5 separate regions of the Mus musculus genome follow, and all the other regions are linked to region 1. The links are chromatin contacts, called in public HiChIP or PLAC-seq and promoter capture Hi-C maps. All regions are on one chromosome and are shown on one strand. Each heading gives the region's core, a stretch centred on a gene start, on an enhancer-like site or on the middle of the called end of the contact. The rest is flanking DNA. Distances are from core to core; before and after follow the strand shown.

The links. Promoter capture Hi-C pulls out the DNA fragments that hold promoters and counts their contacts. HiChIP or PLAC-seq counts read pairs in DNA pulled down with a chosen protein or histone mark. Capture Hi-C pulls out chosen DNA fragments and counts their contacts.
Region 2: a contact with region 1 is called in a promoter capture Hi-C map of liver, with 2.1 times the contacts expected there. The contact joins the promoter of Gfod1 here to the promoter of Dtnbp1 in region 1. A contact is called at or near these places in 2 of 39 promoter capture datasets (liver and pre-B cells) and 2 of 115 datasets of contacts at active chromatin or transcription factors (astrocytes and embryonic forebrain).
Region 3: a promoter capture Hi-C map of adipose tissue shows a contact between it and region 1, with 3 times the contacts expected there. The contact joins the promoter of Nol7 here to the promoter of Dtnbp1 in region 1. A contact is called at or near these places in 1 of 39 promoter capture datasets (pre-B cells), 3 of 115 datasets of contacts at active chromatin or transcription factors (astrocytes, large pre-B cells and pro-B cells) and 2 of 9 other capture datasets (adipose tissue and liver).
Region 4: a promoter capture Hi-C map of liver shows a contact between it and region 1, with 4 times the contacts expected there. The contact joins the promoter of Ranbp9 here to the promoter of Dtnbp1 in region 1. A contact is called at or near these places in 1 of 39 promoter capture datasets (pre-B cells), 1 of 115 datasets of contacts at active chromatin or transcription factors (embryonic stem cells) and 1 of 9 other capture datasets (liver).
Region 5: an H3K4me3 HiChIP or PLAC-seq map of stem cell-derived neural progenitor cells shows a contact between it and region 1, with 9 times the contacts expected there. The contact joins the enhancer-like site here to the promoter of Dtnbp1 in region 1. A contact is called at or near these places in 6 of 39 promoter capture datasets (embryonic stem cells, liver and pre-B cells), 1 of 15 datasets of contacts at CTCF or cohesin (pro-B cells), 2 of 484 Hi-C or Micro-C datasets (bone marrow-derived macrophages and nephron progenitors), 5 of 115 datasets of contacts at active chromatin or transcription factors (embryonic forebrain, embryonic stem cells, forebrain and 1 more) and 2 of 9 other capture datasets (embryonic stem cells and liver).

Annotation. Positions count from the first base shown.
Region 1 is chr13:45,000,739-45,003,556 of GRCm38.p6, reverse strand. Dtnbp1 (dystrobrevin binding protein 1) reads left to right here and starts at 1,461. Exons shown (of 10, transcript NM_025772.4): 1 at 1,461-1,640. The coding sequence starts at 1,585.
Region 2 is chr13:43,302,780-43,305,597 of GRCm38.p6, reverse strand. It overlaps Gfod1 (glucose-fructose oxidoreductase domain containing 1), which reads left to right and starts at 1,426. Exons shown (of 2, transcript NM_001033399.4): 1 at 1,426-2,353. The coding sequence starts at 2,101. It overlaps Gm52047 (a long non-coding RNA gene), which reads right to left and starts at 114. Exons shown (of 3, transcript XR_003950636.1): 1 at 1-114.
Region 3 is chr13:43,396,981-43,399,798 of GRCm38.p6, reverse strand. Nol7 (nucleolar protein 7) reads right to left here and starts at 1,423. Exons shown (of 8, transcript NM_023554.2): 1 at 1,141-1,423; 2 at 1,004-1,064; 3 at 230-288. The coding sequence starts at 1,394.
Region 4 is chr13:43,479,620-43,482,437 of GRCm38.p6, reverse strand. It overlaps Ranbp9 (RAN binding protein 9), which reads left to right and starts at 1,465. Exons shown (of 14, transcript NM_019930.2): 1 at 1,465-2,026. The coding sequence starts at 1,510.
Region 5 is chr13:43,805,952-43,808,769 of GRCm38.p6, reverse strand. No RefSeq gene overlaps it. Among named protein-coding and RNA genes, the nearest start is that of Cd83, 22 kb to the right of the region's middle. Within about 2 kb of position 1,404, at least 28 of the 459 cell types and tissues checked have an H3K27ac peak or open chromatin away from gene starts, as enhancers often do. A contact at or near this core is called in stem cell-derived neural progenitor cells, where this site is marked.

The sequences.
Region 1 (2,818 bases), core at 212-2,711:
TTTAAAATAAACGGAATGTGAAGTGCAGAGATGAACACAGTCACAGTCTTTGTTGAAAATAGACAAATATAAGCAGCAAAGGAGATGAAAAACTTAGGGGAGAAAGATGGAACCCAGATGATGCACAAGACTGGATCCTCCTGGTTATTCAAACAAAGACTAAAGGGGAAAAGGGCCCTGCTTTGGGGTTGCAAAAGCTGTTCTCGATGCTCAGCGGGCCTGCCATTCTGGGCTGGTGCCTGGCTTTGCCAAGTGGCAAAAATGAATTGCCACACTTACACTACTCCAAGTCTACGGGGCTCTTATTATGAAGTGAGGGTCCATATTTCTCACACAAGAGAGTTCAAGCATATAAATCTGTAGAAACAATTTACGTGCAAACCCTAGCAGGAAGCTAACTCCTCGATTCTATTTTGATACAGCTAATGAAACACATGACTAATATTGATAGAGAAGCTGAGCTCCTGATACTGAACCTCTTATAACCTTGACCATCTTGTCATTTAAAAAAGAGGGTGTCACCCTGGTAGCCAGTCTTAAAGCAAAATGAATCCTCATTTTGGAAGTCTGCACTCAAGGAAAAAAAAAAGCATGACTAAATATCCAACTTCCTAGCTCAGTAGTCGTCTTTCCTGAGTAGAAAAGGCTCGGAGTGTTTTAATCCCCTTTTCCACGTGGAAGGGCTGGGGATGTCACCCACTGCCAGAGTGCTTGTCTAGTATGCCACAAAGGATGCTTGAGATGTCCCGGGGACAACGCGGTGAAACAACTGAGAGGAAAGGAAGGGGGCAAGCAAAAACAGAGGAGTACCCTACAATAGATGACGGCTAGACTAGCCCAGGGAAAGTGCATAGAGAGGAGGAGGAGTCTGTGCACGTAGTTTTGGGACAGAAGGGATGAAAGGAAGAAAAAAGGTGAGCAACTGCTCTGAGGATAACTGAAAGGTTGAGAAAAGATTGACGCACAGAATAAAGAGGGTTGGCTCAGTGGGAGAGCCTTGGTATGCAAGAAACCGAGTTCCACCCCCACAAGGGGGCAGAGGAGGGGAAACATGGCTTTGGCAACATGGAGAGATGAAGGGCACAGAAATTTGACGGGGTCAGTCAAAGATCTAGAGTGGGCAAAGTAAGGGTTTGGAGACAGGTGATCATCACCGACAAACCCCAATACGGAGTACCAAAGCAGTGTTGTTATAGGGAGGCGCAGCCACCCAGGAGATTCCCGCAGCGCTCTTCCGACCTTCGAAAGCCAACCAACCCTTCAACTAAAGGATGCAGGGGCCTGAAATCATCCTTCCAAGAAGCAGTCATAACCTTGGAGAAGGCCGGCTTCCCGCCCTGTCTGCAGAGCGGGCGAGCGCGCTCGCGAAGGCCCCGCCCCTCGGCGCCGCGCGAGCCTCCCCTGAGCGCCGCACTGCGGCTGCGCCGGCCGGGCGCGCGGAGGGGGGCGGGGACGCGGAAGGCGCGGCGGCCGGGGAGGCTGCGGCGGCGGCGGCGCGGTGAAGCGAGAGCCGACGCGCGGGGCGAGGGGACGCCCGACGGCGTCCGAGGGCGCGGTGGCGCGAGGCCTGAGGGAGGGGACGCGATGCTGGAGACCCTGCGCGAGCGGCTGCTGAGCGTACAGCAGGATTTCACCTCCGGGTGAGTACGCGGTGGGCGGCCGAAAGGGCTCCCCCACGCGCGTGGGCGCGGGGCTGCCGTCCGGTCGGCGCGCGGAGACAACGAACTTCCCGGTGTCCCGGCGGCGGCACCGAGTCACTTTGGTCGCAGCGGGAGGGATGCCCTCCTGCCCTGTCGCGGGGCAGCTCTGCTTGACGGGGCAGGATGGTCACGTGAGAGGCTGTGTCCTCTGCTCTGGAAGCCCGCCGGCCTACCCCGGGGCAGGACTCACGGGCCCCCGCCTTCCCCTCCTCTTTCAGCGGGGACACCGGGCCATTCGGCCCGATCCTTGACCACCCCTTCTCCGGCCTTCTCTGCCTTTACCCTGGTTTAACACCGTGACGGAGGAGCTGGGCCCAGAGGGACAGAACTGGAGCGGAGCTGTTCACACCCGGAGTTGCCTAAACTTTGGACGCCCCCGGGAACCTTTCGCAATCTCCTGGCTCTCGCCCTCTCTGAGCTTGGGTTAAGCTGGAATGTCACGGGATTCCGATGTGCTACAAAGTCGGGGAACTTGAGTGGGTACCAGGCTGCCTAAAGCACTATTGTAGGATTTTACCTCTTAACCTGACTGCGAGTTACCGGGTCTCTTGTCTCTGCTTACTGTACTGTAAGATAGTGATGGTGCTTATCTCGCTCGCAGTTTAATGGGACTATTAGTGGCTGTGTTAAATAGGCAGGAAGCACTGTTTGTATGGCTTTTCGTTTATAATTCCTTTTATTGCTTTACAAAAAGTCACGTTGTAAAGAATCTGCCATCCCTCTGGTTTGTTCAGGCTTTTGTTTTGAGACAGCGCCTCACAGATACTTTACCCTAGATCAGACTTGAACTGGTGGGAATACTCCCTGATTCAGCTGCCCCAATGCAACGTGATTTCAGGCATCCACCACCATCCCCCCCTGCTGGTCTGTCATATGTTTGGCGAATGTTCCTGATGTGAGGGCACCTTTGTCATAATGCTATACTTTAATAATTAATGGGAAAAATGACAGCCGATCTCCCATCTCGTGGAACAAAAAAACTGCTTTATACCATTTGCCTGTTGAATAGTAACAAGCTGTCAGATACTTGAAGGTGTCCAATGTATATAAAGCATTATTGATGATTTTAGTTTTGTGGTCTTGTCAATATCGATTATGGGCGCCTAAGGAATTATTCA
Region 2 (2,818 bases), core at 177-2,676, 1.7 Mb after region 1:
CTTTGTCTGACCCTGTTCAGGTTGTTGCCAATCCCGGAGCACTTTGTCCTTTTTAATAATGTCGTCCTGAGGTCAACTTTGCCTCCTCCCATTGCCACATCAGCCTTTGTGTGTGTGTGTGTGTGTGTGTGTGTGTGTGTACAGCTCTCTCCAAGAGCCCCGTCTCTGTGCCAGTTGTTACAGTTGCTTTAAACACTCGGATGTATCATGTTTTCCACGCTTATGTTGAAGCAGGACACGTGTCTCTTCCTCTGAGTGCTAAAGGCCAGGGATGAACATAATAGACAGTAGTAACCTCACCTTTCCAGAAACACTGAGCTAGAAGAGCAGGTCCACTTGCCCTTTGGCATTGACTCCTCCCTCCCAGTACGAAGAGGGCACAATGTGACAGGTGGTGAATATCCATCCATTTGTGTACTTAGACAAGTGCCTACTATCTCCTTAGGCCCCGTGATAAGTGACGAGGATATCTTGAGCCATCAGACGCTCACTCAGTCACCACCGCAGTTAGGGCTTTCCACGCATCTCGGACTGATGGTCCCCAGCATTCTGACTGCAGATGTATTAAAGGCCAGGAGAAGCGCTGTGCCAGGGAACTGAAGCTGACAGAGGGCAGTGGCCAGGAGTGGCAGGCAGCCAGAAGTAAACAAGGAAGACCAGACTCTAGACACACGTGCCACAGCCACTGCGGAGTCTGGGTGAGGTCGCCCATGCCACATGGGCACAAGCATGGAGTAGGTGACCAGTGGAGCCTCCTCAGGAGTGGAGTTGGTTTGGGATTGGAGCTGGCACACTTGCGAGTCAGAACTCTAGGGGTTCAGCGCCGAGATGCTGGTGTCTGCCTTCCGATCCTGGCACTGTTGTTCATGTGTGTCACCTTGAGCAAGTCCCTTAACCTCCTCAGAGCTCACTTTCTCATCAATGAAACGAGTTTCCAATAACCTCAGGGTTAAGTGCCTGGACAGCTTCCTAGAGCAGTGGCGAGCACAGAAAAATATCCGGGAGAGGAGACTGTGAACCACGCTGCTCACACTTCGTGGGGTCCTCCGGCCTCCCCGGGGTCTTAGCATCCGCCAATCTTTTCCAAGGAACCCAGTCCTAGCCTATTAAGGGCGCGCCCTGCTTTGATAGATTTATTTGCTTGCTTGGGCGGAGCTTGGAGCACAACGAGGAGGAGGCGGCCGCGGAGGCGGAGAGCGCAGAGAAAGGGAAGCCACCCGGGGGCAGCAGGCGAGACAGGCGGGGCCGGGGAGGAGTCAAAGCGGGTTCCAGGGGCCGGGCGCTGAGCGCAACGAGTGCCTTGGGCGGCGGAGACAAGGGCGGGGGCGACGCTTGGCGGCCAATGGAGCACGGCGCTACCGCAAGGGCGGTGCAGGAACCCCGGCCGCTGACAGTCAAAGTCGCCAACTCCGCCCTCGTACCCGCGGGATCCCGGAGCCGGAGCCCGAGCCCGAGCGGGGCCGAGGCCGCCCAAGGCGCGCTGCGAGCGAGCGAATATGGCAGCAGAATGAGGAGCCTGGCGCCGGGTGGTGTCCGCCGCTGCGGTGCTGCTGCTCGGGATCGGCGCCTGGTACACTACGAGCCTCATCCTTAGTCGGCCTCCGGGTGGCCTCTGGGTTCCATTCGTTACCAAGGACTTGGGGAAAAAGAAGATCCGCAGCCCACAGAGGGTGGTGAAGCGGGAGCGCCATCCGGGAGAGAGATTCTGCCGGGATGAGCCGGCCATGGGGCGGCCTCCGCGGGGCGCACGGAGCCGGCCGGCGCTGCGGCGGGAGCGCTGCCTGAGCCCGGGCTCCACGGGGCTTCGGGGCCTCGTGCGTCCTGGCGGAGTCCCTGCCGCTGTCTCCGGGAAGGACACGAGCCCCGAGTGGCGGGCACTGCAGCAGTCACCGCGCTGAGGCTCCCGGAGCCTGCAGGGTCTGTGGTTCGGTGCGCTGTCACGCCACCGCACTCGGGCGCCTTGCCCGGGGCTCGGCGGCTAGCGCAGCGCAGCGAGGTCGGTCGAGGAGCCGGGGACTGCGGGACCGGCCGGAGAGGCGTGTGCGCCGGTGTTCGACTGGAGATCCCGGCAGCAGCAGAACCGGGCGGACCTGAGCAGCCATGCTTCCCGGGGTGGGCGTGTTCGGCACCAGCCTCACAGCCCGAGTCATCATCCCGCTGCTGAAAGATGAGGGCTTCGCGGTGAAGGCGCTGTGGGGCCGCACGCAGGAAGAAGCCGAGGAGCTGGCCAAGGAGATGAGCGTTCCTTTCTACACCAGCCGCATCGACGAGGTGCTCCTGCACCAGGATGTGGACTTGGTGTGCATCAACCTGCCGCCGCCGCTCACTAGGCAGATCGCTGTCAAAACCCTGGGTGAGCGACCCCTCCCCCAGCCCTCTCTTCTTTAGCTCGGCTCTTCGCTTCTCTCCAATTGGACATATCCCAGGAATCCCAAACCCAAGCTTGTTAGTCCCAGCTTTCCCCTTTCCAGTCGGTGGCCTCCCCCACCTCCACGCTTCGCTCCTGATACCAGCTGGAAGCGCATCCCCACGTGTGTGGTGCGGAGGCTAGAATAGGCTTGGATTCTAGGTATAGGAACCGAATGGGTCAGATACAGAAGACCGGTTGCTGTTCCAGGAGGGAAACTCGGTACCCAGCTGTATACGTTAGTTAGTGCTCTGGTGTGTGGGTGCGCGTGCGTCTGGAAAAGGAGAGCGCGTGGCCAGGAACCCTTGAATAAAGGGCCGCACACGTGGTGGCAGGGTTTTTCCTGGGTGTACCTGTTTGTGAGCAGCTGTGGCACCCAGTTTGGATCGTTTTGTTTCCCTCCACAGTAAG
Region 3 (2,818 bases), core at 174-2,673, 1.6 Mb after region 1:
CTGCTAAACGAAATGAGGAACAGAGAAAGGGGTGGCGGCAGGTAGAGCAAGCTAAAGGAAAGTCTGGGTTTAAGTTCCTGCTGCAACACTAAATGTTCTCAGTCACTTACTTACCATCTATCTTGCTAGACAAAGTTGAGGAACTCCAAAAGCACTGTGTAGCTTTTAAGTTTGGGGAGAATTTCTTAGGGTCTACAGACTTTATGCACGTAGAAACTGCAATACTTACTCGGCCTCTGAAGCTGTAGTTAGCTGCTCTAATACAGCATCTGGAAGCAGCTTTCTTTTCTTTGGGGATAAAGACATTTGATGACAAGTTAAAGTGAGGTACAGGTATGCCTGGAGATAACTTCTAACGTTACTCATTTCGAACAGTCCTGAATTCGGGCCAATCTGTGAATACGTCCCTGCTGCCTCTAAACCGACAACATTAAGACTGGATTTAGAAAGCCCAATACAGGCCGGACATGGTGGCGCACGCCTTTAATCCCAGCACTCAGGAGGCAGAGGCAGGCGGATTTCTGAGTTCGAGGCCAGCCTGGTCTACAAAGTGAGTTCCAGGACAGCCAGGGCTATACAGAGAAACCCTGTCTCGGAAGAAAAAAAAAAAAAAAAAAAAAAAAAAGAAAAGAAAAGAAAGCCCAATACATTCCCTGTCATTTTACCCAAAGTAGCTCAACGTTCAAGTATCCCGGCTACTAACTGAAAGGTATTTAGGTATGGCCACTCGAAATCAGATCTCTGGGGTGCGAAAAAAGAAATCATTAGCTCCAGCCTAGAATTTTAAAAACTCAAGCAAACCTCACCACCTCTGGAAGCCTGTAAGACCTACTGTCAGGGATAGATGAGTGTCAGTGCTTCCACGCCTACTTTGAATTACGGCAGACTCCAAGAAACGCCAATGGCCCTTGCACCTCTCCAGTACCCTATCCTTTAAGGAGCTTTTAGCAAGGGAACTCTAGCCCCGGCCGAGTTTACATAAGCGACAAGTCCCGCGTCCAACCTTCTGTTCGATGAACAGCTCCTCGCGCCGTTTCCTCTTCTCCTTCAACAGCGTTTTATCCCTGGAAGGAAAGGAGTCGGGTCAGCGCCGGCCGAGCCTGGGGAGTCCCGAGGCGCCAACATTCCCGGGCGCTGCACCTGCGAGCACTCGCGCGCACGCGCAGCTCCTCCTCCCGGGCTTCCGCCTGGGCGCTGGCGAAAGTCAGCTCCTCCGGGGCTTCGTCGTCCGCGTCCTCCTCCTCGTCCAGGGGCTCGGCGGCCGCGCCACTGCTAGGCTGCGCGAGCAGCAGGCCGTGCTCCGCCTCCTCCTCCTCCGAGGCCGCCTGGTCCTCGTCCACCATCGCCTCAGCCGGCGCGGGAATACGCGACAAGCGGGGCCGGAGCTGCACCATGGCAAACGGAAAGGCGGCTGTCTGACCCTTGACCCGGAAGCAGCCGTGCGCGGTGCGCGCTCTCTACGCCCTCTGCTGGTTCGGAGGCCGCGAAACGTGCTGAGGCGCGTGCGCGGGAGGGCGGGGCTTTTCATGGCTGAGACGGGGGGGGGGGGTAAGAGGGCGTGGTTTCGTGCTGCTAGGTGTCGCCGCCTTTTTTTTTTTTTTTTTTTTTTTTTCTCCCCCAGGTTGCTTAGATCTATGGAACAGAGGCAAGGGTATAATAAATAACGAAATAAATGACCATCGTTGCTTGTGAGATGCATCCCTGTATGTATTGTGTACGACCCACCCCCATCACCACCCCCACCCCCTCCAACCCTTGCAATCCTCTGCCCATATATTTTTTGGGAATACATGGCCCACGTGATGTCTTTTACCAGCTATACAGTAGGAAATGATTCTTCATTCCCTAATCTATCCGTGCACTTGGATGAGCTGTCCTCTCTGATATGTGTTCCCCTACGCAGAACGGTTGACTTTCAACGTCCCACCCAGAGACCATGGCATGTTTAGTTACACTATTCTCTAAATACTCAAGTCACCTGGCTGTTGCTTCTACCATTCTAAAGTCATTGATTTCTAATGTCACACTATATGTTCGACAAATGGTTAGTTAACATATATACTTCCTACTTCTAAACCTTATCCCCCCCCCCCTCTTGTTTAGAAGCAGTTTCCAATTTAAAAAGAACAAATAAGTGTGGATAAAAAGATCAAAACAAGGCCTGTAGGTGGTGGTGCATGCCTTTCATCCTAGTGGTGCGGGGCAGAGGCAGGAGGAACTCTTGTGAGTCTAGGCCAGCCTGGTCTATGGAGTGAGTTCCAGGAAAGCCAAGGCTACACAGAGAAACCCTGTCTCAGAAACAAAACAAAACAAGAACTGCTAGAGACATCGTAGGCAGAGAAGGATGGGGAGGGTGGCTCTGAAACGTCTGGGCTCGGTCAGATAGAAAATACAAATGAAAAACATTCTCTGAGTCCGGCAGAGTAGTGCACGCCTGAAATCCCAGCACTCGGGAAGCCGAAGCAAGAACATCTTAAAGTCTGGGCCAGCCTGAACTAAAGTGAAACCTATTGCAAGAAAACAAATGTTTGCATCAGCAGACCCCTACAGTAACTAGCATTGAGAGAGGTTAAACTGAAGCCCGGTGACAACCTACCAAAAGCATGTGATGGTCCATACGTGTAGATGCCGCATTAAAGTGTCACAGAGGGCAGGAGAGACGGCTCGGCAGTTAAGAGAACTTCAACTTACTGCTTGCTCTTCCAGAGAACCTTAGTTCAGTTTCTAGTACCTATGTCAAGCAGCACACAACCACTTTTTTTTGTTGTTTTGTTTTGTTTTGTTTTTCGAGACAGGGTTTCTCTGTGTAGCCCTAGCA
Region 4 (2,818 bases), core at 216-2,715, 1.5 Mb after region 1:
AACATGCTGTGATTTGTTAAAAAAAATGTAGAGCCGAGGTTAGAGTTATGGGGCATTTTATTACTAATGAACAATGGAGTGTCTAGTGTGGGTAATTTAAGATGGAAATTAGGCAGAAGGACTGCTACAACTGGCTAGGCGCTATGTCCATGGGAGTCTTCGATTAAGTCACCATTGACCCATTCGCTTCAAAAACAAAATAACTAGTTCTCTATTAACCAACCATTCCATGCTTATACGGTCCAATCAGAGCCAGCATATCATCTCCGGAAGCTAACACAGCATCGGAATCTGTACCATGTAGATTATGGGAGTGAAGCCTGATTTTTGCCGGGCTAAGGAAAGGGTAGGTTAAACAAAGGGAAGTGCCGAAAACAGACTAGTAATGCTATGTGGGGGTCAGAGAGCAACACTTGGCAAATTGTGCCACACGGGTTGACCAAGCACTCTACTGAGAATTGCAAAGTAGGAAGTCTCCTTTTTTAAAACTCTGCTGACCTCAGTAAATATTTCCATGTTTAAAAAAAAATGGGCATAATTCTCTGCTACCTAACAAAGAGGCCTATGATGAGAATTAATGAGCTTATAAAATGTTTTGACGTCTGTCTCCAGAAGCCCTTCCTAAACGCTCACACAGTTCGCATTCCTGCCCTTTGACGATCTGCCCGTCTTGATTGGTATTCCTAACGTGGCTGTTTCTCCCCCATTAAGTTCACTCGGACTCCTCATAAATTAATTAATTAACGAGAGGGTCACTCATGAAGCGGGAGACTTCGCCTTCAGAAATGGTTTCCAAGGGCCCTTTATTGACCCGCTAGCTAGGCGGTAAGGCGTTAGAAACCCCGGGCTCAGCTCCCGGCGGCGCAGCAGGGCTCGATTGCTCTCGCCTGGGCGCGCTGCGGCCTCCCGGCGGCTGAGGGGGACGGCCCGTCGAGACGCGACGAGGCCGCCGGTCGGCGCAGCTAGGATCCCGCAGCCACCGGAGGCCCGCGGCCGAACCCGCGCCCGCGTCCTCGCCCGCGCCGGCGAGCCCCAGGCCGCGGAGAAGGCCGTCCGCGCGCGCACCAGGCCCGCCCCTCGCGCCGCGGCCCGCCTCCTCGCCTGGCGCCGCCCGCGCGCAGCGTCTCGCGCCGCCCGCCCGCTCGCTCGCCCGCCGGGAAACAGCCGCGAGAGCAGCGGCCGCCGCGGCCGCTCGCACCTCCTCGCAGTCTCTCTTCCCCGCTTCACCGCGTCGCCCAGGGCCGCGCGCCCTTCCGCCCGCTCCCCTCGCTGTCCCACCGCATCGCTCCCGGTCGCGTGCCCGCCAGCGCCTGGCCAACGCTCCCTCGCGCCCGCCCGCGGTCGGTCTCCTCAACCGCCGCGCTCCGCCGGGCCGCGCGGCCCGCCGCCTGCTTCCGGGGCGGGCGGACTCTGGGCGCCTGGTGCCGGCGGCCGCAGCGACAGCGCCCCCGGGAAGCGCAGGAGGAAGCAGGGACGAGTGGAGGTGCCGCAGGCTGAGTCGCGGCCGGGATGTCCGGGCAGCCGCCGCCACCGCCGCCGCAACAGCAGCCGCCGCCGCCGCCGCCCGCCGCCGGGGCCCCGGGCTCCGGAGTCGCCCTGCCCGCGGCCGCGGCCGCCAGCGCCGGCTCCTCCCCGGCCGGCTCGCCCGGTGGAGGCTTGGGGGCCGCAGCGGCCGCCCTGCTGCTCCACCCGCCGCCGCCGCCGCCGCCTCCCCCGGCCACCGCCGCGCCGCCGCCCCCCGCCTCGGCGGCCGCCCCCGCCACCGCGCCGCCCGGCCTGGCGGTGGGCCCCGGCCCGGCCGCAGGCGTCCCGGTCCCGGGCCTGGCGGCGGGCAGCAGCGCCGCTGCCCCTTTCCCGCACGGCGACTCGGCCCTCAACGAGCAGGAGAAGGAGCTGCAGAGGCGGCTGAAGCGCCTCTACCCGGCTGTGGATGAGCAGGAGACGCCGCTGCCCCGGTCCTGGAGCCCGAAGGACAAGTTCAGCTACATCGGCCTCTCGCAGAACAACCTGCGGGTGCACTACAAAGGTACGGGGCGCGGGGTCCGGCGGAGAGATCGGACGGTGCGGGGCGAGGCTCTGGGCGAGGGAAGGTGAGAGTGGGGTCCCAGGTGGGAAGGAGCTGGGATCCCTAGGCCCGGAGCTGGACGCTTTGAGGGAATCCGGGATGACCAGACACATCGCACCTTCTGATTTCCTGGAGATAAATCTATGGGCCGGAGTTGGGTTACATTGTTCTCCAGGTGGAGGGTCAGGCCATCTCCTCTTACGCAGCAGGGGTGAGAGGCACGATTCCGAGGTACAGTTTCTAATTAAGGGAGAACAGAGATCCACAGGAGGGGGAGGGAGGCGTGATCAGTGGAGGATTTGTCCCAAATTAGGCCAGAGATTGTCTAGGGGGACAAAAGGACAAGGGGCCCAAGTTGGCCATCATTGCACCTTACTGAAAGCAACTGGGAGAGGAACCTCAGGATTCCCTGTTTTCTTCGGGGAGCAGACCCCCCCCCCCTCCGGATTGGAAATGCCCCGTGTTTCCGGGTTGGTGTTACATGAAGTTTTGTTGAAAACAAGGGTTTTAAAACATACCGATTAGCATTTTCAAAAACAAAAAACAAAAAAAAAAAAACCAAAACTGGCTTATATTTTGCACCTGCAGTTAACAAAGTTAACCACCTTAGGCTGCTGCTTTCTCCCATCCCCACTTTTTCCTAGGTTAAAACAAAGCTTTAAGCAAACTGGTTGTATAGAAGATTATAAATGCCAGTAAGGGGTTTTTGAAATGTAGCTCAGATTAATGGCATACGTCAAGTTTAGCTGTGTG
Region 5 (2,818 bases), core at 155-2,654, 1.2 Mb after region 1:
CCTCTTTTACTCCCTTTTTGGAGCTTCCATAACAAAAGGTCACACACGGGCAGCTTAAAATAACAACAGCAACAGCAAAAAGATCCTGAGATCTGGGAGCCGGAAGTCTGACACAAGGTGTTGCAGAGCCACACTCCCTCTGAATGCACTTGGGAAGGACCTCTAGGCGCCGTCTCTCCCTGCTTCTGCTGTTGCCAGCAAGCCTTGGCACTCACTGGCTTTGTGGATGCATCGCATCGGTGTTACCTCTGATGTCACGAGAACTTCTTTAGACTGTGTGACTATCTGTGCCTGTGTCCAAACTTCTCTCTTTTTATATATGGACATCAACCTAAGTCACAGCATCTCAGGGTAGCTACATCTTCAAAGACCTTACTTCCAGAGTAGGTTGTATGAATAGGTGCCAGAGGGTAAGACTATCCCAATAGGCCTCTTTGGAGAACATAGTTTGACGCACCAACATACAAGACGGAATACTATGTCCCACCTAGCAGTTCTGGACTCATATGCAGCAATCAAAGCCAACTCTTGTCCATCTGTTTCCACTGAATTTGAACATTCGCTTCTTGGATTTGGAGTCAAGGCAGGGCTCATGAGACTTAGGGAGCAAATTGACAAGACTCTGGAAGCTCATTAAAAAAAAAATCACAAAATTTACAAGCCCCTCCTCAAAATTATAGCATCAAGAAACAGTGGCTGGGAGAAAGGTCTAACTGCAAATAGTGAGTCGGCGCCCACAATGCAGTGGGCTTCTCTGCAATGGAGTTGCCTGGGATTCAGCCATGCTACTATCAGGAACCAAAACCATCTCATTGCATGGAAAAGCTAGACTTGTATGGGATCTCGACTTTCGTCTGTGGCGGGTGCCTGTCTAGATAACTAGTCACAGCTTCCTAGGAAATGCCACATGAGAGTCACTATTTGCCATCATGCAGAAGAGCGTTTTGTGATGACTATTACCTTGGTATGTGGTGATGAAGCCTCTTTCGGAGACCATACCACCATCCTTCGAGTCCTGGTGAAGTTGGCCCATGAACTTACACATAACCTGGCTCCTGCTGGAAGTCACCAGACCACTTCCTTATCCCTGTCAGGACTGTACACCTGACCACAGCCTTGGGCTCACAGGGAAATGTTCCCACTTCTGAGTCCACAATCCATAGGAGTGTAACATGGCCCGTTTCCAACTTCGCTCTGTGCTGACACTTCTGGTACCGCCACCCCCTGCCAACTGGAAACAGTGACACACAGCCATCTCACAGGGCTGTTGGGCAATTTAATTAATGTTTGTAAAGCACTCTGGGGTCTTGGGATAAAAACTGCTGTGTAAGTGCAAACTTATTGTTAGTTCTCAGCCTCCTCTCCCTTGACTCCTGACATGGGTCTTTGTTGTTCCTCAATGGGAGTCATTGACAGGCTGTCCAGCTGTCTTTGGGTGGGTGAGTGGAGGGACTTGGACAAATACATACACATTTACAGATTGGTTTTTTTTCCCCTTTGAGAAAAGCATTTCAACTCTGTGGGGCCTCTCAAAGCTTTTCAGTGTCTGAATTTCTCCCCACTTGCCTCTGGTAAGGACTGTAATCTGGGAGAGTAGATTGTAAACAGGCTACTTTGGCAACGAGTAAGGGGGAAAATGGTCAATTGGAAGAACTAGAGCCTCTTATAACGAAGCAAAAACAATATCCCTTACGCATGCAGAATCTAAATGAACAGCTAAGCGGGGTCCAGTTCCTCTGCCCAGAGGGGAATACTGTACGTGTATTTATGCATTGAAAAGAAAAGAGAATAGAAGACTTGCGTTCGTACCCAAATTCCAACTTCCTTCCCCCACCCTAACCTCTCAGGAACCATGGAAACAGTTACACCCAGCTGAGATGATGTTTTTCTGACAGTCCTTTGTGACCTAACTGTGTGCTGCCTGCAATCCCGTGGGGAGAGTTAAACAAAAGAGTGGAAAGGAGAAGAGAAACATTCAAGTGCAATGCCTTGGCTCTGAAGGACAGAGGGCTGTGTGGGACGTGTGAAGGTCTGTACCGATGAGCAATGCTCTGCAGCTCCGTTCTCCTTTCTCCATTGCACATTTATACTCACCCCCTAGCACAACTCATCACACAGCCCAGAGGGTGTCTCTTGGTTGATCATCATGCTGTGCTGGTGTGTTTATTTAGACTTAGCTGCTTTTAAAAACTAAGGAGTAATTGCATAACACAAAACCAGTGGGGCAGAGAACCAAGGAAAGACTCTGGTGTCTGTTACAGAGTTGAAAACACACAAAAGTGAGCCGATGATAGAGGACTCAGGTGGAACATGCTGTGTTCTGGAAGGCAGCCGGTCAAGAAATAATAAATACCACGAGGAGAGCAGATACCAGAGATATCCTTCTAGGTCAGGAAAATGGGTGTAAAGGGGAGTAAAGCAAGCCTGAAGCATGCCATCGATGGCAGGCTTGTTAGCCCCAAGAGCAGCTGGGAAACATGAAGATGTCTTCTGTCCCCTTAGATGGATAAGCTCTGCTTGCTCTGTGGGAATAAGATGGAAGGGATTGACTACTTTCAAAGGCTGATATGTTTTAAAAGGGAAAGGAGTCTTTAGCTTAAAGACACAGAGACAGACAGACAGACAGACAGACAGACAGACAATACACACAAACACAACACTTAGATATCAGACTGACACTCAAAACCTAGGCCAGCGAGATGCCTCAGTGGATAAAGGCTCTCACCACCAAGACTTACAGCATAAGTTCAATTCCCAGGAGCCACGTGGCGGAGGAGAAAATGAACTCCTGCAACTGACCTCTGACCTCCACACGCAT